Regions from separate parts of the Hordeum vulgare genome. Here region 2 is linked to region 1. A link is a contact called in public Hi-C data. All regions are on one chromosome and are shown on one strand. The core of a region is the stretch at or near the end of the contact, and the rest is flanking DNA. Distances in the headings are between cores, read along the strand shown. Region 1 has its middle 200 kb from the start of LOC123411744. Region 2 holds the start of LOC123439464 (transcription factor MYBS3).

The links. Hi-C and Micro-C count contacts between places; a contact is called where the count stands out from the background.
Region 2: a Hi-C map of seedling shows a contact between it and region 1, with 2.7 times the contacts expected there. The contact joins the promoter of LOC123439464 here to the enhancer-like site in region 1. A contact is called at or near these places in 4 of 6 Hi-C or Micro-C datasets (leaf and seedling) and 1 of 1 datasets of contacts at active chromatin or transcription factors (embryo).

Annotation. Positions count from the first base shown.
Region 1 is chr1H:386,724,117-386,731,143 of MorexV3_pseudomolecules_assembly, forward strand. No RefSeq gene overlaps it. Among protein-coding and RNA genes, the nearest start is that of LOC123411744, 200 kb to the left of the region's middle. Within about 2 kb of position 5,060, at least 3 of the 3 cell types and tissues checked have open chromatin away from gene starts, as enhancers often do. A contact at or near this core is called in leaf and seedling, where this site is marked.
Region 2 is chr1H:387,035,224-387,041,659 of MorexV3_pseudomolecules_assembly, forward strand. LOC123439464 (transcription factor MYBS3) reads left to right here and starts at 2,039. Exons shown (of 3, transcript XM_045116177.1): 1 at 2,039-2,475; 2 at 4,185-4,393; 3 at 4,669-5,410. The coding sequence starts at 2,208. The coding sequence ends at 5,136.

The sequences.
Region 1 (7,027 bases), core at 3,810-6,309:
CAGGCTTGTGGGCCCCCTGGGCGCCCTCTGACCTAGGGGTTGCGCCTATATATTCCCTAAAAATCCCAAAAAAATCAGGAGATCATCGAAATTACTTTTCCACCGCCGCAAGATTCTGTCTTCGCAAGATCCCATTTGGGGCACGTTCTAGTGCCCTGCCGGAGGGGGGATTCGTACATGGAGGGCTTCTTCATCAACACCATGACCTCTCCGATGATGCGTGAGTAGTCCACCATAGACCTACGGGTCCATAGGTAGTAACTAGATGGCTTCTTCTCTCTCTTGGATCTTCAATACAAAGTTCTCCATGATCTTCATGGAGATCTATCCGATGTAATCTTCTTTTGCGGTGTTTTTGTCGAGATCCGATGAATTGTGGATTTATGATCATATTATCTACGAATCTTATTTGAGTTTCTTCTGATCTCTCTTATGCATGATTTCATATCCTTGTAATTCTCTTCGAGTTGTGGGTTTTGTTTGGCCAACTAGATCTATGATTCTTGCAATGGGAGAAGTGCTTGGTTTTGGGTTCATACCGTGCGGTGACCCCACCCAGTGACAGAAGGGGTAGCGAGGCACGCATCGTGTTGTTGCCATCAAGGGTAAAAAGATGGGGTTTTCATCATTGGTTTGAGATTATCCCTCTACATCATGTCATCTTGCTTAAGGCGTTACTCTGTTCGTCATGAACTCAATACACTAGATGCATGCTGGATAGCGGTCGATGTGTGGAGTAATAGTAGTAGATGCAGAAAGTATCGGTCTACTTGTCTCGGACGTGATGCCTATATGTATGATCATTGCCTTAGATATCGTCATGACTTTGCGCGGTTCTATAAATTGCTCGACAGTAATTTGTTCACCCACCGTGATATTTGCTATTTTGAGAGAAGCCTCTAGTGAACACTATGGCCCCCAGGGTCTACTCCACACCATATTTTCAGCCTTACACTTTTTACTTTGTTGCACTTTCCGCCTTCAGATCTCACTTTGCAAACAATGTTGAAGGGATTGACAACCCCTTTGAAGCGTTGGGTGCAAGCTTGTTTGTGTTTGTGCAGGTACTCTGGACTTGACGAGACCCTCCTTCTGGATTGATACCTTGGTTCTCAAACTGAGGGAAATACTTACTGCTCCTGTGTTGCATCACCCTTTCCTCTTCAAGGGAAAAATTGACGCGAATAAGAGAAGTAGCAAGAAGAATTCCTAGCGCCAAGGAAGGACTTTTGTTGCCGTAGCAGACGGCTACCTTCCTCTGGCCGTCTAGGCCATGCCGGCCGGTTAGAGGGGAGGCGGTCATGCCCTGGCCGGCTAGTTAAGCAACTAGCCAGCTAGTGAGCTCAAGTCACATCAGGTTGTAGGTCATGACAAGACCCTACGGTTAAAGGTGGCTACGCGTCATCCAAGGTATTGGGTTGGAGTGCACGGCAGGTACATCATCGGCGGCCATGCCGCTGACCTACTCCGGCTCCGATCCATCATCCCGCACAGTGTCGGTCCGTCAAACTCCCACTCCATTACTGCACTCGGCGTGGGAATAGTGGAGACGGCCGTACTGGCATCCCATGACGAATCTCGCATGACGACACCGCACGTACTACACGTGTCCTGCATCGGTCTTACGCGAGAGCCTTACTGGCTAGCCGGCGGGCCCTATAGCCAGATGGGACCTCGCAGCTGGAGGGCCCCTCCAGCGACAAGACAAGACCCCCGTGGGCCCCCTGGCCAGCTAGCGAGGCTGCCAGCCGGGTCCCACTCATGTACTTTTATCCTTATTGTAGGTCGGTGGGTTCGTCTATAAAACCCCCGATCCCCCTCCATGCAGAGGGTCGGTCAACTCAGCACACACACACACACCATACAGGAGAGGTAGACGCGAGTCGGCTGCTCCTTCTTCCTCCTCCACAGAACAGCTCGAGGAGCACATTATAGCCTCATTGATACATTATACACTCCGACACGATTAGGGGTGTTATCTCTACGGAGAGCCCTGAACCTGGTTACATCGTGTCTTCCATGCTTATACCAACCTCGTCCCCAGCGTCCACCGGTGTTACTTCAGTTCCCACCATCTTTAGCCTACCCATGGCTTATGTTGTGACTAAACACCGACAAGATCCTTGAAGCCTGGTGTGTTCCTCAAATCAGGACTAATAGAAACCATGTGTCAAAGGGCGCTTATAGAGCTTGTGGTTGTGATTACATTTGTAGAAACTTGTAGAGCTTTTGGTCGTGTTTACACTTGTAGAGCCTGTGGTTGTGATTACCATTTTATCTAAGTTATATGCTGTAATAGACTTATTTTGGCTGTTATTTGAAGTATTATGTGCTCTTTTTGTCTGTTTTGATTTGAATATTGGTTATTTATTTATTGGTGAATTGAAAACATGAATCCTCATACTAGAACTTGACAATCGGGGCCCATTTGAGTATTGGACCCATCTTTAAAAAATGGAACCATTGGGCCACAAAGGCCACAACCAAAAAACAAAAAAGCAGAAATATTGGGTCAGGCCCATGTAGCCGACCAGAATGACAAAAAAATGATAATTAAAAAGGCTGAATTAGTGGGCTCGGCCCATCTAAAGCACCGAACTGGACCGGGCTCATTCTTATCAACGACCAATCGAATTATCATAAATTTGCCACATGAGCTTGCCATGTTGGATCCGACATGGCCTCAGCACACAACCAATGACCAAAACAATTGGTCGTAGAACCAACGACCTTTCATTTGGTCGTAAATGTGTTCGACCATTCGAGAAAAATGTCGTTTTAGTTCATTAGAGACCCTCAACTTTTGACCATGTGTTTTTTATCGTAAAAAGGTCGCAAATGGAAATCAACGACCATTCGGTGACCAATATTGAAGGTCGAAGTTAGCATATTTCTTGTAGTGACTTAGGCATTCTTGTATATCCAATTGGTTTCGGGAGGCGCAGGACGAGGCCGCCTACAACCACCATCTCTTCGAGGAGCACGTGCAGGCAGAGAGGGAGTTCGCTGCAGGTAGGGAAGTCACACCAGACGCGAACCTGGCGGAGTAGGAGCCGTTGCTGGAGTCCTATCACTCCGTCCACAAGATCCGTCTCGCCCGCTAGCGATACTGCGAATGGGTGGCGACGAATGTGGCGACCACTTAGAGCAAGTACAATAGAGCTGAGTCAGCTGGCTATAAGGAATAAACTAATATATTTTTGTTTAGTTAGAGGAAAGCGGGCTCTTAGCTAAGAGCCAGCTCTAGCACGTGCTCCTAGGCCTTTTGTGAGTATGAAAGGTGGATCATATAATAAAAAAGTAGCACACTTTTGCAATGAACTATTGTACATGTTGGCTATAAAATGAGCTATAGATGACATGACAATGGCTTATAGCCAGCAGCTGGCTATACTATTGTACTTGCTCTTACAAGGAGTGCGACGACGCGGGCGAGGCGGTGTTCGACGGGACGGGCGAGGAGGAGGAGAACATCGCCGAGGCTGCACCTCGTCGCAACAACCACGAAGCCAACATGTCTCAGGGTGCCGTCGACAATGAGTAAGAGTAAGTCGTCGTTGCTCGTGGTCCCAAGAAGGCCACTGCCCCTTCCTTCCGTTGAAGCAAAGCTTGGCGGCCTCAACATCGTCGGTCGATATAGCCGCTTGGCGGCGACATGAAGGCACACAACTTCATTTCCCGCGACACCGGGCAAGGAGGTTATAGAGGCGAAGCTGGAGAGCACCATGACGTAGCTGGCGAAAGCAAAGCTTCAATTCTCGGGATTCATGGCCGGACACGGGGAACGGGCTCTGCCGCTCCATCGATCATAGATTAGGCATTTTAATTATACCTCTAGAGCAGGACGATCACCGCTTAGTTGATGTAAATGTAATGAAACTCGTCATGTTTATATGAAATCTGTCATGTATATATTAAATCCGTTATTTTTGTATGAAATCCGGCTATGTTCAAACGAACTATGACCCTATTTGCATGAATTTCGTTCGATTGGTTCAAATTGTTGTTAAAATATATGCGTCTACGGTTAGATGATGGTCTCCCGCATGTGTGTTTGTGGACCTTATAAAATTTATGAATTATCGTTGGAGATGCCCTTATAAAATTCTGTTTAGGTAAATATGTTGCTCCCAAGCTATCTTAATAAAATATGATCCTACGGCCACAAAGCCGGCAAACGCACGGTCGTTATCACTCGGTTGATTTGAATCATTTTCCTATAATAGACCGTTGCTAAAATCATGCTGGCTTAGGAAGAAAAAATCAAATATAAACTTTTTAATATTATAATCCTCATTTTTGGGGTCTAATCCTTTCTAGTTTCTACAAAGACTTGTGGAATCAAATAGACCTTCAGGCACGTGGCATGCGCGGTTGAGTATCTAGCAGCTGCTTCCGTTCCTGCAAAATCCAAGTAAGTGAAACGCACATAAATTATCTGAAGATTCCAACCCCTTCCAAAATTCCCATGAGTCTGAATATACAGGACCGAGGTCGGCTGTCTGGGCGAGTGGGTGCTTCCTTTTGTTTTCGAGTTTTTTCTGTGTGTTGACTTTATAACCAGCGCGTGGTTGTTTCCAGAGGTATACGCACACATGCGACAAGCCACCAAAGGAGGTGAGATATGATATCTACGGATTGGAAAATTCTCCAGCAGTCCGCGCGTTCAGATTCGCGGTGTGTGTAGCATGTTTCACCTGGCACGTACAGTGACCTACGAGTATTTCGTTTACACCGCACCCGGCACAAAATCACGGACGCAGGATTTGGTTCCCGCCTACTTTTCGATGTCAAATAGAACGTCCTCGTCCACCGTCTTCCCTAATTTTTTTCTCACACGGCGAAAACGACACGGTTGTCCGCATGCGTCGGGATTACGGGGACGTGGCCCCGGACGTGTCGATCGTGGCACATGCATGGCGCCCCGGCCGGAGCGGAGCATGATTGCGCCGTGTGGACTGTGGTTCGGGCGCGCCGACGCGGCAGCAGGGCTCTCGCCGGTCTCCTCGTCGAGCTGTCCCACCCGGTGCGGCGGTGTCCCCTCGCGCCCGACCGGCACCAGCACCGGCGCACCACGCGTGCAGGCCCACGCCCCACGCCGTCCTGTTCGTAAACGTAGGGGGTGTTTCTTTCCACAGGACTTTTTTGACACTTTTCTAGTATATTATTAGGGATAACATGGTCTTTTTACATGTCATTTAATGACCTCTAGTTCATATTTAGTCTTTGAAAAGAAACGGATAGAGACTTTTTAGTTGGGACAAAAAAAATCCTAAGACTTTTCAAAGAAACGGGCCGTAGCGTAGCTTGGCATCATCGCCTCAATCATGGCCATGACATGATTAGGTCTCGGCTCGGCGCCACCACCGCAAACGCTCACGCGCGCCCCACGTGCCGGCCCGGGCCGAGCGCCGGATTGGTTCGGGGACCAAGGTGGTTGGGCTGGGCCGCGGACGCCGAGACAGGGCTCACGTGGAGTGGGGCGGGAAACGGGGAGGGAAACCGGGGCGTGGTCACGTGGAGCCGGTCGTCCGGGCTCCGGCGTCCCTACGTCAGGTCGGACTCGGGCGTAGGAGGACGAGAGCTGCTATGCTAGGACAACGACGACGAGGAGGAGGAATGCGCGCGCGGGCGCCTGCGGCGTCAGTCGCTCTGTGCGTGCGCCCGACCGACAGCACCCACCTTCCCCAATCATTGACATTCTCCTCCTCCGCGCCCCTTTCGTTCCACTTTTGCTTGTTTCCTTTCTCACTTTCCATGGCCATGGCCGGGCCTTTCTATCAACGAATGCCCTTTGGAATCCGGCTTGACATTCCCGTTTCACCCGGGTTAAATCCCACGCGACCTGGGTGACGCAGCGCTTAGCAATATCTTCGTCGAATCAGCGCTAGTCATTGTTCAAAGATCGCACCCACCCGTCCACCACTGTAGATATGACTACTTACTCTACTACTCCATGGGATCTCGGTCTTGTGGCCAAGCCATGACGCTCGATTATTCTATGTGCTCCCGTCGTTGATATTTTAAATTTTCTCTGGAATTTAACCAGCTAGCTTTGCTTGGTATGTCAGCGCTTGCAAGCTGATCGGGTTCCCCTGGTCCTATGGCCACGGCCAATTATTTGTTTGGCCATGAGTGGCATGATTATGACCAGGACCCGTGCAGATGCCGCGTGCATCAGTTACCCCGGTTGGGCCACTCTCGATTAACTATTGCCTGAACCATGCTTAATAATTGCGCCATGCATCACGTATATGGATCAAGTACGCATGTCGGGTATAAAGCGTGCATGCCGCAAGTTTAGTGAGTCGATTCCACCTCCATTCCGGTGGCAGCTAGTACATCATGGGCATAAATAGATCCCCTCCCCAAACTAGCACCAATCCGGCCTATCCCATGCTCGCGTACGTGTCGTAGAATAGTCTAAAACTAGCCAGAAAAATGCCATCGGACACGTACGCTGCTCCAAGAACCTTCATGCAAGTTGCCAATTTGTGTAGCACGTACGTAGCACCACCCATGGAGCCACAACTGTAACACCGCTATGGATCACAGGAATTTAATACTCCTACTCCTACTACTAACAAGCTAGCAGAAAGCAGATGGATCAACGATAAACCGTGCATGGCGCGGCATCTGTATGCACATGCATGCTTCCCGCCACGTCCTGAACACGTGGCCCGTCGCTGCATGCAGAGGGCAAGCTTGGGAGCCAAGCGTGCCGTGGAGCCTGAATGATAGACCAATAATCAGCATCAATAAGTTGATCAGAGAAAGTCTCAACGCTGACCGTACCCTGTGTGCGTAGTACAAGTAGTATACCTACCCTCCTGACTTAGCTTGGTCGCGAGGGCACGACGTTCAGCAACCACGTGTGGGCATGGTGGTGAGCGCGAACGCATGCAGGTACGACGACGCAGCATGTGCAGGTCCCCGTGCGGTGCTGAGCTGCTACGCTCTAGCTGGATCCATCCTATCGTGTCAGGTGACGTGGGGATATGACCCGGCCAAGGCCAAGGCTGGTGTA
Region 2 (6,436 bases), core at 789-3,288, 310 kb after region 1:
TCATCGTTCCCCTTAAAAAATTGATCAAAAAATCCGGGCAGACATTGTGTTGAACACATTCACTGTAAGGCACAACCATAGAGTTGCCAGACGTACTGCGGTGTCTCCCGGGCTGACGACGATGTCCTCCGTGGCGAGGATGGGATAGAAGACTCCTATGACAAAGCTGGCGGGGTAGAGGCTACGAACGACGATGGAGTTGCGAGACAGACGATGCGAGGGGGAAGAAGAGAGGAAATCAGCAAATGGATCCGGCTGTTCTGCGGGATGAATTGGGTGCAATTTGCAATGGGGTCATGCCGTGAGGCCGTCATGGAGGCATGCTCGGCCATGTCGGGACTCCCTCATATTCGCCCCAAGTGTCGATCAACCCGAACGTTTGAGGTTTGTTTGAAAGGTCCGGTCGGATCACGATTTATGACCGGTCAATGACCGGATGGTCCGTCGGGCTTTTAAGTAAGATAGGTACGAGGGATCCGGCTGTAAATGCTCTAAGAACACGAGCAAAGGTGCCAAAACTAGGTCGAGAATCGAAATGTTTTATAGCTGACGAAGTCTAAATAGAAAGCAAGACCTTTTACAAACTCAAGGAAGAGTACACAAATGGTACTATATTCGATGTGGTAGAAAGAACATGCGAAGTGAGAGAGGGGACGAGATGAAAGAAAGACAATACTCGTGAGTATGCACTCCTCTGTCCATTTTTTTCAAATAAATTCTTGCATTACTCAAAGTTTAAGAGATACAATCCCGTTCAACAATATTCAAGACCTCATTTGGACCAGAGCCTAGCAAAACTGCGGTACGACATTGCGACCTATCAAAGTTGGCCATGAAATGACTAACACTATTACAGTTTCGACGGATATGAGTAATGCAAAAATCTCTCTCACTCATACTACTAATGATCTCACTAATAATAAAAGCATACTTTGATTTGTTTCCTTGTCCACCATTGATCATTGTGATCGCCTCTGGACAATCTGATTCAATCTCAACAGGAAGACTACTCCATTGTAATGCCAACTTAACACCTTGAGAAATAGCTAATAACGCAGCTTCCAAAATATCAATACATGTGAAGAGGTACCCGTAGGAGCTAAAAATAATGGCACCCTCGTGGTCCTTAACTATCATGTCCGTACTGCACTACCTTCCGTAACGGATCCATCAGTATTCAATTTTAGTCGTCTCACCTCTCGTCTATCCCAAGAACTAGCCACAACGTTGCTTGTAACATGAAATATAGTTCTTTCATGCTGATGAACCATAATAGCTACTGACCTTCCCTTTAAAGAATCATTTGAGTTGCAATATAAAGTTTGCAAAGATGATAGGTAGCTAGATAGGAACCGGATACACGGGATGGCTCAGTAGTATCAACAATTAAGTTATCTCTTGTGTACATGTACTCCCCTGTCCGGGTGATTAGTCCCACTCGAAGTTTCGATTTAGTTGGATCAAAGTTTGACTAATAAATTACTCCTTCCGTTCTAAAATAAAAATTTCAACCCCGTACCATTTCTAATATAAAGTTGTAGTAAGTTTGAGACATCTATTTTAAGACCGAATGGAGTATGAATTACATGTCATAAATAGTACTCCTCCGTCCCAAAATTCTTGTTTTAGGTTTGTTAGAAATGAATGTAGATAGATACTAATATAAAACATGACTAGATACATTTATATCTAAATAAATTTAAGATAAGAATTTTGGAACGAAGGGAGTATATCCTTTTGTAGCCAATTTTTAGACTACGAGGAGTGGTCGTAATTTGTAAACCCGGAGGGAAGCATTAATTAGCTAGCTGCTCGCGCTGTCGACGAACAGGAATAGGGGATCCGACGATCCAACGGCGAAAACGAAAGGAGGCGACCGCAAGCAACCGTGTCCAAAGAAAGAAAAAGGCGTGACCCGCAATCCTCCTCTCGCCCGCCGCTCTTGCCCACCCACCCACGTAATATCCCCGCGGGAATATCCGCCACGTGGACGGCCACACGCGCCGGGCTCCCTCCCTCCCCCCTTCCCTTCCCCGACCACCGCAACCAATCACCACTCCACAGTCAATCCCCTCCTCTCCTCTCCTCTCCGCTGCTCTCACCACCACCACCACCACACCGCCACCACACTTCGCTTCTCCTCCCAGCCCACCTCTCCTCTCCCCTTCCGGCGCGCTACACCGGCGGGTGCGCTGGCGGCTCCGGGGATGACGAGGCGGTGCTCGCACTGCAGCTACAACGGCCACAACTCGCGGACGTGCCCCAACCGCGGGGTCAAGATCTTCGGGGTGCGCCTCACCGATGGATCCATCCGCAAGAGCGCCAGCATGGGGAACCTCTCCCTGCTCGGAGGATCCACCAGCGGCGGCGGCGGCGCGTCCCCCGCTGACGTCGGCCACGACGCCGCCGCGGAGGGCTACGCCTCCGACGACTTCGTGCAGGGATCATCATCCGCCAACCGCGAGCGCAAGAAAGGTGGCCTGCTAATCTCTCTCTCTCTCTCCCTCCTCTAAAGACGTCTACTTTATGGCTCTGTTCCTCAGCTCACGCAAAACCTCACATAGTAGATTAGATCCTCTCAGCTCCAATTGTTTCTTCATGTCGGTGAATATTTCCTTTTTTGTGTGTGCGCTGCCCTGTGCGATTTTTGATTGAGATGGTACTATTATATAGCTTTCAAAAATCCAGTTGGGACTTGGGAGACGCTGCAATGGTGTTTTCCAGCACCGTGGACTTGCGTAACTTGATTCTTGAGCCAACAATCAACCCCCAATATTAAATGGGTACAAGGATGGTGTATACACCGTCGATGTCGTTTGATTGGATCATGACTTATGACAGATGTTTTTAGAAGCTTAGCTCTGGATTCGTTTAGCAGCGACTACGGATTATCAAGAGTGGCGATCAGAGGTGATTCCAGTGGAAAAAGCGCGCGTAGGCGCTAGGCGACAACATAACGTCTAGCGCTTAGTCGTGCTAGGCGTGCGCTTAAGCGCACTTAGGTGAGATAGGTGCGCTTAAGCGCTGGGCCATGGCAAACCGCACAATTAACGCCTAGCACTTTCTTTTCCTTGGATGAATCATCATAAATTTGGCTTTGCTCTGTGCTTCAGTAAGCGTTTATAGAGCCACGTTAGACGTTGAGCTGACGAACTAACACGTAACCTAAAGCCTTACCTTTGGCATAAATACGATACTGCATTATGACGCAATCAATATTTGTATAAAGCATTTTATTATCTGCACAACTGCATTCTGCAAGGAATTATGTTAGTCAAGATTAATTAGTCGATACTTCCTCCATTCCATAATTCTTGTAGTGGTCTTCAACTAAAACCACGACAAGAATTATGGAACGGAGGGAGTACTAGTAAATATTTGATGTACACATGACAAAGTTTGACTGCCTTCGTTCATTTTTATTGCTGCTAGTTTTTTCTCATAATCCCTGAAGTAACCAGTGATTACTGATTAGTATCTTGGTCAAGTCAAGCAATAGCTGGAAATTCTTCAAAGCAAAACATATTTTTATTTATGGTGCTCTCCAATATGGTATTATAACCAATAGACTGTAATGACATAATGTAGATCGAGTTGCCATTTGCATGTTTCTTGTTATCTGTTGAGTTAAAGAATTGGACTGCGATGTTTTCTTGACCTGCTATATAGCTTGTCCATGGGGAGAAAAACATGTCATTTGTTGCACCACCTTTTATTGTCTGGCTTAGACTTTTTTAGTTTCCATTATCTTGGAGTCTGAACAGAAACCTTCAGTTCGCTGGAGTGATTTTGTCTCTGTGCATGTTATTTTTGTTGAACTTTTTTCCCTTCTCTTGAGTATTTTCATGTGGTGAATGTAAACTCCTTGCATTGTTTCATTTAAGAACATTTTATGTTTTTAGTGCTCCTCTGATGTGGTGGCGAGTTTACAACTTCTCTTCAGTAGTTTCTTCTTGCTTCATGTTCCCTAGAGTTTTTTTTTGGTAATTTTAATGTGGTGATAATACACTCCTTTATTGTTTCATTCAACATAATAATAGTGTACTATTTTATCCCACGGTTCTCTTTATAATCTGTCTGTTTATCAGTTTCTGTATAGCTTGAGATGCTAAAGCCCTTACTGCATGGCTGTGCCCTGGTACGTTTTATGTGCCATGTTCCTGATTAAGATGGCTTTTTGGCAGGGGTTCCTTGGACTGAAGAAGAACACCGGAGGTTTTTGCTTGGATTGCAAAAACTTGGAAAAGGTGATTGGCGAGGAATCTCTCGTAATTTTGTGGTCTCAAGAACACCTACTCAAGTAGCAAGTCATGCTCAGAAATATTTTATACGCCAAGCCAATATGAGCAGAAGGAAGAGAAGGTCTAGCCTCTTTGATTTGGTGCCTGACGAGGTAACTTGCTCGATCTTATGATTGATTATTGCACCTGTATGGCATAAGGTGGCCTGACTCTGTTTTCGTAGTTCGGCAAGGGGATTGCCCGTTTCTGTGGTGGTAGTTACCATATCACTCCCTTAGTTCCTTGAGCTAGAGTTTTATTTTATTTGAATTGATTTTGTGGTGTTGCATGGATAGTCATGCACTTCCATCTCACATTTCATTTGGAAGATATTAGTTTGCACTTTGTATATAATTCGGAACTGAATGGTATCTTGTGTATTTTACAGTCGGACCTGCCACCTCTTCCTGGTAATCATGAACCTGAGGCCCAAATATTAAATCACCCACCATTACCTCCACCCATGGAGGAGGAGGAGGTAGAATCTATGGAGTCAGATACTTCTGTCATTGCAGAGAGTTCTTCAGCTTCTGCTATCATGCCAGAGAATTTGCAACCGAGCTATCCGGTGCTAGTTCCAGCATATTTCTCACCATTCTTGCAATTCTCAGTCCCTTTCTGGCAAAATCAGAATGATGGAGATGATCTTGGACAAGGGACACATGAGATTGTGAAGCCTGTTCCGGTTCATTCAAAGAGTCCAATCAATGTTGATGAACTGGTGGGCATGTCGAAGCTAAGCATAGGGGATCCCAAGCAAGACACAGTATCTACCTCTCTTTCCTTAAAAATGGTAGGAGGTCAAAATAGACAATCGGCTTTCCAGGCAAATCTCCCAACGAGGGCTCAGGCGTGAGCCCTGTCAGCACACAAACTGCACTTAGATGAGCCCTGGCAAAAATAAGCTTTGCCTCTTTTCCTTTTCTTTTCCTTTTAAGATTAACTGTGGTCTGTAGTCTGTCCAATGTACCCTGTGCTGTAAGTTATGTTATGTATGGATGCATCTGTTGTTTGTATGGCACATGATATGCCTACTGCATGTTAACAGAATCATTAATGTTAGTGCTGATCTCCAGGGTTGTACTGTCAACTCTTATATAAGAAAAAAGAAATATCAGTCAGTTATTAGACCTTTGAAGTGAGCTCTGCTCATTTCTATGCAATGTTCATTACTGAATGATGAATCACTGTCTTCAGATTTTGTCCGGATACTGGAAATGGCTATCCAGTCACTCACTCAAGATCTTATGGTTGAAAGAAGCCAACTACCTGGAAGTGCACCTCTCATGTAGGTGGATGGATGGCATCATGTTATGATCAAGCGCAATCAGACCAAAAAAAGGCATGTTATCACTTATGCACCTGGTCTCATGGGAAGTATGGAAGGAGAGAAACAGAAGGAATTTCAAGTAGGAGGCCTTATCAAAGGAGGTCTTCATCGACAGAGTGAGAGACGAGATCCATCTTTGGAACTTAGCAGGAGCAAGCATTCCTTTTGACCCGGGCTGAGTGTTCTTTTCTCCAATTTTCTCTCCAGCTTGGCCTCTTTCTTTTCTTTCTTCTTTGTTTTTGGTGTTACGATTGTAGCTCCCTTTGTACTCCCCCTCTGATCAATGCATTTGGCAGACTAACTGCCAACATTCAAAAAAAGAAAAGAAAAGAAGCCATGCTATAATTTTACCAATGAGTGTTGCATGATTTACTCTCATTTGGTTGGCATGTGTCTGTATGGTTTAATGTATTTGTGGCAAGAACAAACGGATTATTGGATTCTCCTTCGGGACATATTCTATCTGGAATATTCCATAGGACTGTACCTCTCAATCCTGATTCTGCATTTGCACTCACCTCCATTATGCACCAAGTGTTGCAAGTGTGGTTGGTGACAGACAGTAGTGGCTAGTGGCCAGTCCCTTTCAGATATTTCCAAGCTGTTGGGTCGTGCACGAATGCATTGTTTGGCCATCCAAGGACCTGTCACTTCTACTACATCTTTAGCAAAAGTCATGATGCATAATCAGACAATCCAATCCAGCCCCTCTGAGAGACGGTTCACATATACTCCCTCCGTCTCAAAATTATTGTCTTGAATTTGTAGATATGGATGTATCTAGTCACGTTTTACTATTTAAATGCATCCATATCTAAAAACATCT